Linked DNA regions of Hordeum vulgare: region 1 is linked to region 2. Evidence: chromatin contacts called from public Hi-C data. All regions are on one chromosome and are shown on one strand. The core of a region is the stretch at or near the end of the contact, and the rest is flanking DNA. Distances in the headings are between cores, read along the strand shown. Region 1 holds the start of LOC123426386 (ras-related protein RABA2a-like). Region 2 holds the start of LOC123426172 (phosphatidate cytidylyltransferase 1-like).

The links. Hi-C and Micro-C count contacts between places; a contact is called where the count stands out from the background.
Region 1: a contact with region 2 is called in a Hi-C map of leaf, with 4 times the contacts expected there. The contact joins the promoter of LOC123426386 here to the promoter of LOC123426172 in region 2. A contact is called at or near these places in 2 of 6 Hi-C or Micro-C datasets (both in leaf) and 1 of 1 datasets of contacts at active chromatin or transcription factors (embryo).

Annotation. Positions count from the first base shown.
Region 1 is chr1H:4,905,726-4,910,740 of MorexV3_pseudomolecules_assembly, reverse strand. LOC123426386 (ras-related protein RABA2a-like) reads right to left here and starts at 3,215. Exons shown (of 2, transcript XM_045110239.1): 1 at 2,855-3,215; 2 at 1,201-1,855. The coding sequence starts at 3,040. The coding sequence ends at 1,364. LOC123426463 (ras-related protein RABD1-like) reads left to right here. Exons shown (of 8, transcript XM_045110333.1): 7 at 19-122; 8 at 335-771. The coding sequence ends at 431.
Region 2 is chr1H:4,506,455-4,511,768 of MorexV3_pseudomolecules_assembly, reverse strand. LOC123426172 (phosphatidate cytidylyltransferase 1-like) reads right to left here and starts at 2,269. Exons shown (of 12, transcript XM_045110044.1): 1 at 2,138-2,269; 2 at 1,919-2,013; 3 at 1,106-1,359; 4 at 857-1,008; 5 at 215-356. The coding sequence starts at 1,999.

The sequences.
Region 1 (5,015 bases), core at 1,966-4,465, 400 kb before region 2:
ATCTAGGATGAATTTCAGGCTTTTGCAGAATCATTAGGAATGAATTTCCTGGAGACAAGTGCAAAGGAGTCCATCAATGTGGAGACAGCTTTCTTAACCATGTCATCAGAAATCAAGAACAAGTAAGCCAAGAAATGCACATTTTTAGAGGCCTCTCTGCTATATTTGGCACTGATAGATCATCAAATGAGCTGTATGCTTGTGGAAAGAATATCTCTGGGAATTCCATCAATATATTTTAAAAATTGGTTACTTTCGCTGCCTTTTAAAAACCTTATGTGCATGCTTCCCATTTGATAGGGTCTATCTGATTGCTGAATTTACTTGCCTGCAGGATGGCGAGCCAACCTGCAGCGGAGAGGAAATCGACGGTCCATGTTCACATGAAAGGGCAGCCCATACAGCAGCAGCAGAGCAGCTGCTGCTCCTGATAAGCTCAGCAAGGCTCCATCCATACACCTCACCTCATGATATCTGCTTGAGTGGCTGGAGGCTAGAAGATTCACCATGAAAGGCTGGGGAGGGCAGTGAACTGGATATATATACTGAATACAGAATTTGTCTACATCAGAAATTGTGTTGCTACTTACTGTTTAATGTACCCGTCACAGTTGGAGCTTGTTATGGAATCTCATTAGTCGTTACTTCGTCAGTGTTTTAGAAGCATTTGATGGATCTTAGATGACAAAAATTGTATGAAAATATGGTTAATTCAAGCTTGTCGGTCATCATCCTGTCATCTTTTAGAAAAGGCCCATATATTGTTGCTAATTATTTGGAGTTTGTCTTGAGTCATTACTTCGTAACAGAAATTATATGAAAAATATGGTTAATTCAAGCTTATCAGTCATCGTCCTGCCATATTTCAGAAAGGCTCATATATTGTTGCTAATTATCTGGAGTTTCTCTTGAGTCGTTACTTCGTATTGTATGAAAAATATGGTTAATTGTATGAAGAGTATGGTTAATTCTAGCTTGTCAGTCACCATCCTGCCATATTTCAGAAAGGACCATATATTGTTGCTAATTATCTCGAGTTTGTCTTGAATACTTTATAACATAAATTGTATCAAAATATGGTCAATTCTAGCTTGTCAATCATCTTGTCATCTTCCAAATATAATCATAGCTGGAGTTTGTCTTTTTGGCACTTTCCTACTTGTGAAAAAAGTGGACAAGAGGAGGCCAGAAGCATTTGGCTGAGATATAAACCAATGAACTTGATATATCATATAGTAACTGAACATATGTGAGTTTCAGGTCTATAACAAGGCAGGGAGGATATCTGACAAAATGAATCAACAAGGCTTTAAACTCAAAAAACAACCATTACAAAACATACATCCGCTGGGCATCGTCCATCCTAAGCTGAGCAGCATTGCTTCTTTTCGCCGCCATTGTCGGCGGCGGCAGCGACATTGATGGTCTTACCTTCCTTGACCCCGGCAGCCGCTGCCCTGTCCTCCTCGGAGGCCACGGCCTTCTTGCTGATGGTGCGGTAGATGTCGCCGAGGATGAGCTGGAAGGCCTCCTCGACGTTCATGGCCTCGAGCGCGGACGTCTCGATGTAGGACAGCCCCTCGGCCTCGGCGTAGCTCCCCGCGTCGTCGGTGGTGACGGCCCGGAGGTGCTTGAGGTCGGTCTTGTTGCCGACGAGCATGATCCGGATGTTTGCGTCGGCGTGGTCGCGCAGCTCCTTGAGCCACCGGCTGATGTTCTCGAAGGTGGTTGGCTTGGTGACGTCGTAGACGAGCACCGCCCCGAGGGCTCCCCGGTAGTAGGCGCTCGTGATGGCCCGGTACCGCTCCTGCCCCGCCGTGTCCCAGATCTGCGCCTTGATTATCTTGCCCTCCACCTGCAAACAACAGGTCACAAATTGAGAAGAGGTCAGGCTTCAGAGAAAACTGTGCATCCTGGAAATAAGATAGCAGCAGGCTTTGTCATGACCAATGCTACACTTGTACCTATAAGCCTGTTGCTACATTCTACTTGCATGATACAACCTCTTGTGTAACTTAATGTAAGACAGTTTCTCAGGCTTATGGCCGGTCTAAAACACGCCTTACATTAACTTACGCAGAGGGAGTACATCATCATATATACTCCCTCCGTTCCTAAATATAAGTCTTTTAAGCGATTTCACTATATGTCTACATACGGAGCAAAATGATTGAATGTACACTCTAAAGTATGTCTATATACATCCGTATGTAGTCCACCAGTGAAATCTCTACAAAGACTTATATTTAAGGACGGAGGGAGTATATATATGGGTGTGGGCTTAACAATGGGTAGAAAGACAAGTCGACGGCACCACTTGGTCTGCCAGCTACTGAACTGAGTGTGACACCCTCTGAAGTTGATTATGGTAGTACTGGCGGTGCAGGCTTCGACGGCGATGAGCCAGCGCGCAGCTGGCATCCAGTCATCACCGGAATCCCAACCGAGCAAGCAACCGGGCCGGGGTTCGTTAGTGGGATGGATCTCAGCAGGAAAGTGGTCTGTAATGAAAGAGCTATGTACGGTGGCAGTATGTGGCTAGTGCTGAGCTGCTGGTGAAGCTGAAACCTTTGGAAAGAAGAGGGAAGAAACCCTGGTTGTCAGGCTGAGCACCGTGCAGCAATCAATCAATCAATCAATCAATCAAGAGTATGGTAGATCTGGCTAGCCGCGGCGAAGATGATGGAAGGCAGCAGCTACCTCGTCCCTGAACCTCAGGCCATCGATTCACTGCCCCGCTACGCTAGGGTAGCCACCTTTGGCAGCGGATTAGCGGATCTGGAGCGTGAGATGGATCTAGCAGGAAGGCAGGCAGGCGAAGCAAGGGAAGGGAAGGGAAGGGAAGGGTGGTTACGTGGAGGGTGCGGGTGGCGAACTCGACGCCGATGGTGGACTTGGACTCGAGGCAGAACTCGTTGCGGGTGAAGCGGGAGAGCAGGTTGGATTTGCCCACCCCGGAGTCGCCGATCAGCACCACCTTGAACAGGTAGTCGTACTCCTCCTCCCCCCGCCCGCTCCTCCCCCCGCCGCCGCCCGCCATTCCCCTCTCCGCTGCCTTCCTTCCTTGCTTGGGATCTCTTCTCCGCTAAGCAAGGCCTCTGCTCTCTCTGTTTCTAGAAGAGAGCGTACTCTTTACTCTACTACCACTGCTCTGATCTACTCAACTCTACTGCATCCAGTTTGGTGCCAGTACATCTCCACGCTGGATCTGCTCGGCTGGATGCCTCTAACCACTCTACTCACTCCCCTCACCATTATTTTTACTAAACCACCCCTCGCAAACTTAATTTCCCCCACCCCCTCTACCAAACCGCTTCTCGCACGTCCGCCCCTTCTTTCTCCCGCTCGTAAGACCAACTCCAACGCACGACGACAACCATAACCGGCGCCCGCAAACTGTTCGACGCTATAGGATAACTGACGACCCCCACGGCGTAAGATTGGATCTCTGTCTTTGTTTCCTTCTGTTCCCGAGTTTTTCTACGTTCCAGATTCTGTCTTTTCACCGTTTCTTATATTCCTCGAGATCCGTAACTCCGATTGGGATGATATTTTAGCATGATTTTTATCCGGAAATTAACTTTCTTGCAGCGAAAGAAGGTCACCAACCGCCTTACGGGCTGGCCACAAGACAGCCTGGCACGCCCTACCCCCCAGGCCACGCCCCTCTGGCTTGTGGGCCCCTCGGGCACCACCTTCTGTTGATTCCACTTCCCAAAATTCACATATATTCCAAAACAAATCTCTGTAAGTTTTTATCCCGTTTGGACTTCGTTTGATATGGATTTTCTGTGAAATATAAAAAACACGCAACAAACAGGAACTGACACTGGGCATTGGATCAATATGTTAGTCCTAAAAATAGTATAAAAGATTACCAAAAGTATATGAAATTTGTAGAGTATTGGCATGAAACAGTAAAAAATTATAGATACGACGGAGAATTATCAAGATGCTATGTCATTAAAGCCCTCATATTTTTGAAGATGTGCATGTCATTCTCCAAAGGCATAATCAGGGTGTGAACCGGATAAATCTTGAAATGAACACGATGTTTGGGGACCACGTTATTACTCACTAATTTTGGGTCCAGGTGAGCGACGAACATTCGGGGAACCTCGGGGACCGGTTACGAGGACCTCGTCAAAACTCGCAGATTTGGTCCATTCTGGCCAGTTTTGTATGGTATTACTCATTGATTTTGAGTCCCGGAGCGATACGAACGTTCCGCAAACTCAAGGGACCGATTACGGGGACATCATCAAAACTCGCAGATTTGATCCATTCTAGCCAATTTTCTATGATATTACTCACTGATTTTGTGTCCCGGGTGCGATATGAAAGTTCCGCGAACTCCGGTTACCGATCACAGGGACCGGTTACGAGGACCTCGTCAAAACTCGCAGATTTGGTCCATTCTGGCCAGTTTTGTATGGTATTACTCATTGATTTTGAGTCCCGGAGCGATACGAACGTTCCGCAAACTCAAGGGACCGATTATGGGGACATCATCAAAACTCGCAGATTTGATCCATTCTAACCAGTTTTCTATGATATTACTCACTGATTTTGTGTCCCGGGTGCGATACGAAAGTTCCCGAACTCCGGTTACCGATCACAGGGACCGGTTACGAGGACCTCGTCAAAACTCGCAGATTTGGTCCATTCTGGCCAGTTTTGTATCGTATTACTCATTGATTTTGAGTCCCGGAGCGATATGAACGTTCCACAAACTCAAGGGACCGATTACGGGGACATCATCAAAACTCGCAGATTTGATCCATTCTAGCCAGTTTTCTATGATATTACTCACTGATTTTGTGTCTCGGGTGCGATACGAGAGTTCCGCGAACTCCGGTTACCGATCACAGGGACCGGTTACGAGGACCTCGTCAAAACTCGCAGATTTGGTCCATTCTGGCCAGTTTTGTATCGTATTACTCATTGATTTTGAGTCCCGGAGCGATATGAACATTCCACAAACTCAAGGGACCGATTACGGGGACATCATCAAA
Region 2 (5,314 bases), core at 1,020-3,519:
TTCATGGCAACAATATTTTTTACGGCTGTACAAGAAATTAAGCATCTAAAGTTACTTCAACAACTTCAGGTGCTTTTTAAACCAAGAAACTTGGATGTTTGAACAAATACATGCCAAACGTCAAAACTGATTAGAAATGGATAAACATTTCACTCAAGTCAGCAAGTGAAAACTGTAAAGAAAAGCACGCTAACAAGATAAATAGATGGCTTACCAGAACATTCCTTCGAATATATTTGCAACCGTGAAAGAAGATTGCGCAAAAACCGTTAAAAGGATCATGTGTGTCCAGGCATACTGTTTGAACTGGTATTTGTATGTCTTTTTCTTCAGTGTCAAAATAAACCATACAAATCCTGGATCATCAGAATTATACATTAGTTTTACGGAAGATATGAAATAGACGTTAGCAAGACAAGACAGGCAGGTTACTAGAGGGAGGAATGTCTATGCAAAACTCATGCGACCAAACAAATTGCACAAGTCAAAGAGAAGCAGCTTTTGCGTAACATATTGTGTTCATTACATAAACTTATAGTGCTTCACATTCCCAAACACTAACACCCATCCAAAATAGGTCAAGTAGACAACAAAATATTTCCACTATGTTTGCATGAATAATTACTAATGCCACAGGTGCACTGTCATTTACATCGACTGGAGAACCTATAATCAAATCAAATAATAACCAAAGTGCCAGCCAAGCAGAGCATAAATGTCATGGGTGATGAGCTACTATCTTTTGGACAAGGTCTTTACACATATTAGCACGTTCTGAAATATTCTTAACACTACGAAATTTTGCAGTGAATAATTACTAATTGACATTATTTCCGCAAAACATACTGTAACTTACCTGAAATATAAAGAAAATAGCAAATAAACATCTGATACTTTATTAGGCCGCTGACGAGCTTATACAACAAGTGATCTGAAGATACTGTGTTAACAAGCTCCCGACTAAGAAAGCGTCCATATGTAAACAACATTGCTGTGAAAAAGAAGTGCCTGCATTACAATGGTGACAGGTACATTATTGAGTTGTTGGCAATTTTCCATTCAAAACAATAGTAGGATCAGAATAGCCTGGCAAGCTGGCACCTACCAGTTCAGAAGCCTGAACCCTGGCAGTTGTTTTTCTTCACTGGATTTTCTGAGTAGGTTAAAAAGCTCTGTCGCCATGAATATTTGAATGACAACCACCATGGCCCAGATATAAAGATGACCCATATAAACTAGGAATGCAAAGCCACCAATCATCCAAACAGTAGAATATGTACGGATAAGCATCGACTTATACTTGTTCCGGTCGCTAACAAGCAAAGTCTGTCCATTGGCTTTATTCCCGTCTGTCATGACCTGAAGAAAAGAAAAAAGATTAGCTGCAAAAAGGAATTGTGTTTGTCAACATAAAACAGGTGGATTCTCCATCTTCGAGCATGCTCCCGTGTTAGTATACTCAACAAATACTCCATTAACCACGGAATAAATGAAACGAGTGGTTCTCAGCATATAACGGGTGGATGCTCTATCTTTCCAGCATGCTCCCATGTTAGTCTATTCAACAAATGCTCCATTAAGCCTGGAATAAGTGAACGATTGGTACTACTTTGTGCCTGCTCGGCTTCATGCTTTTTTCCTATCATACAACGGAAGTAGAGGATTACGTTTCTTTCTGCATAGTACAAGCACCTTAGGTCGAGGTGGTTCCTCAAAATGTAGCTGGTAAATGTTTGTAGCATAGCCATCTCATTAATGACTAAATTTGGAAGGAAAAAACAATCAACAACTTTCGCTTCTCCTGATAATACGGACCATCACAGCGCTGAGAAACTAAAGAGCGTATCCGTTTGCGAACACCACGGAAAGCAAGCCAAAGAGCTGTAAGGAGGAAGATTCCAAGAGAAAAATAACCAACCTCATTAGGGCGCTTACGATTCCTAACACGGCCTACATGAGAAGCAGACACGTCGCTGGAGCTGCTCGCCTCCTTCTCCATCGCTGCAGCCGGGTCTGCAAAATACGCCACAACAGCAAAAGTCGTGTTAGATCGGATCCGCCGGCAGAAGCAAAATTCTTACAGCGAGCGGCGAAACACAGGGGAGCACGCCGCTGTGAATCACCAAGTTGGGTCAACCAATGACTGCTTCACAAATAGATGATCCGCGAAACAGATAGAGCGTGCGCCGACCGCCGATTGGAGGGCACGAAGCTCTCGACTCCGAAGAAGAATAAGGTGGCGATGTGATGGGTACAAGGAACTAGTAGTGACCCAGAAGAAAAGAGACAAGCAGCATTTGTGGCCCAGCCTCTCCTTGGCGTGGCGTGGCGCGGCACGGCAAGCAAGGGAGGGAGGGTTGGGGTCGTTGCACCCACGCAATAAACAAGCTCCACGCACGCAGAAAGCAAGCGTGCTGGGAGACACATCGCTGTCGGGATCGCTCGCCTCCCAACCGCTGGCTTAGCTTAGCTTAGCTAGCTCCAAGCCATCATCAATCGACCAACCGAACCAAGAAACTAAGTAAACAATCCAAGCATCTCGCCCGGAAAGGGCAGAATCTATCTATGCGACAGCATTCAGGATCGCGTGTCCTTCGCCGCTTCCGGGTTAAGAAAAGGACCGAAACAGCTCCGGGAAGTGAGCTCCGCGGCGGCAGAGCCGGGTTGCGGCCAGGGGAGGGATCCCCGGGGCAGGGAGGAAGGGGGGCGGGGGTCCTGAACTGAACTGAACTCACCAGGGGTGGGGGACGGGGGGGAGGGCACGGCCGGGGTGCGAGCCCCTGACGCGGCCCCCTCGACCGGGCCGGGGAGCTCGCCGGAACCCTAGCTCGGCGGCGACGGCGGCGGCGGCGAGCGGGGATTCTGGGTTTGAGGGGGGGATTGATTGATTGATTGATTGTCGTGCGTGCGTGCGATTAATTATTCTTCTTCCCCACTTTGCTTTGCTTCGCTTTTGCGGCCTTTTTTTATACTTATATTATGCGAAAGCTCGGTCGGTCGGAATAAACCGATTTTTTCACGTTTTTGACCCATGGGATGAAAGTATTGCACGGAATGAACTCTGATTGAAACCATTTCACGATCTGGCCTTTTTTGAAACGCCAGAGCCCGTGATGTTGCGGACGCACATATAATATACGGTGCTTAAAAAATATTAAATGGTTGTCGCGGTAACTACGTGTAGTTTTCGTGACAACTGTACATCTCTAATTAAGATGACAAATATGATGACATAGATGTGACAATTAGAAACTACGAAAAGAAAACCAATGAAACATGTCAATATGGGATCTTATTTTGAAGGTCTCGTCGAGACCAACCTAACGTTGAAGGGGAATCTCCAATTAAATTATTAATATATGAGATAAATCATTTTTTAAATTTGAAAAAACATTTACTGCGATGATGTAAGCATGAAGTAAAAGATTCTTGCATGAACATAGGGATGTACGAGCCCGTCGTATGAAAAAGTTGTGGTGCGGCGCTTCTCCGTAGATTTTCCCAACAATAATACATGACAAAAGATTGTCTCCAAAGAGAGAGAGAGACAAAATTGTCCCCTTCTCAAAGAAAAAAATACGTAAAGAACGTCCAGTGGGGATTTCATCACATCATCGCATCACAAATATTCCATTCATTCATTGCCACGGATTAGTTTAATGCCTGTGTGTTGCCACGGACGAGAACATTTTATAAAGACAATAATATATCGACTTGTTATTCTACGATAGGTGTAAATGCTGAAAGCACAATTGCTCCCTATGATGGTTTTGATAATTGATCACAACATATGTATCATTGGACTACTGTGTTTTTTAAGTATATTTCAAAAAAGTTCAAAAGATGCTATGGCTTAAGGTTTTGCGGAGATGCCCCTTGATGCAAGAAAGAAATAATATTGGCTCAAGCTTCAAGCTAGAAGACTCTTCATTTTATATTTATGAGAAATCAGTTTTAAGTCCATAGAAAAGCCAATACTATTAAAAGGGGGTGAGGCAGTCAAATGAAGATTGTTCAAATGCTCAAAGTTAGCCACCAAAACACCCAGTCATTTTTCCCACATATCCACTCTGTCAAGTTCCACATTCACAAATTCGGTATCGCCAACATTTCCGCATCGGACCCACCGTGTTTAAACCTCGGACAGAACCTAAGTCATTCCCACCAAATGTGTTTAAACTGCATCGATGCTACCGAGTTTGGGTGACCAACATTCTCTTGCCAAGATACACAAAATCGGAATTTCCGAGTTTGAGTATTGGTGCCACCGAGTTTGGCCATCTGACCGTTAGTCACGTTTTCGGTGCCATCGAGTTCTATATATCAGTCTCACCGAGATTCAAAAGTTCACACCTTTAGTGCTAGTCAGTACCACCGAGTTTGCTCTTTTGTGTGTAACGGTTGGATTTTGGCTGCTGCCTATATATACCCCTTCACCCACCTCTCATTCGTGGGAGAAGCACTCAGAACGCACACTTCATTTTCAGATCGACTTTCTGAGAGAGAACCACCTACTCATGTGTTGAGACCAAAAGATTCCAATCCAATCATTTGAAACTTGATCTCTAGCCTCCCCAAACTGTTTTCCACCAAATCAACCTCTCCTACCCATGCATATTATGTGAGAGAGTGATTGTGTTGAGGAGACTATCTTTAGAAGCACAAGAGCAAGGAGTTCATTGATCTATCCCATCTATTACCGTTTGGAGGATGGTGCCTCCTAGATTGGTTAGGTGTCGCTTGGGAGCCTCCTACTTCGTGTTGTGGAGTTGAACCAAGATGTTTGTAAGGGAAAGGAGATCGCCTACTTCGTGAAGATCTACCGTGAGTAAGGCTTGTCCTCCATGGACAGAAGCCGTGGTGGGATAGACAAGGCCGCTTCTTTGTGGACCCTGTGTGGACTCTCGCAGTCGTTACCCTCCGTGGGTTGAAGTCTCCACTAACATGGACGTACGATATCGCCACCTATCTGAACCATGCTAAAAATTTCCGTGCCAACCTCATGTGTTTAATCTCCCTACCTTATTGATGACTCACAAGTGTAGGGGATCTATCGTAGTCTTTTCGATAAGTAAGAGTGTCGAACCCAACGAGGAGCAGAAGGTATTGACAAGTGACCTTGAGCAAGGTATAACTGCAAGTACTGAAAGGTAGCTTTTTATGGATTTTTTTAGTATAAGCAACAAGAAAATAAATGCAAGTAAAATAAATGGTGCCGAGGGACTAAACTTATAAAGACTAAGGCGTTCCCGAGGACACAAGGGAGAGATAGTCAAGTGCTTTCGTTATATTCCGTCTAGTACTATGTTTTGTA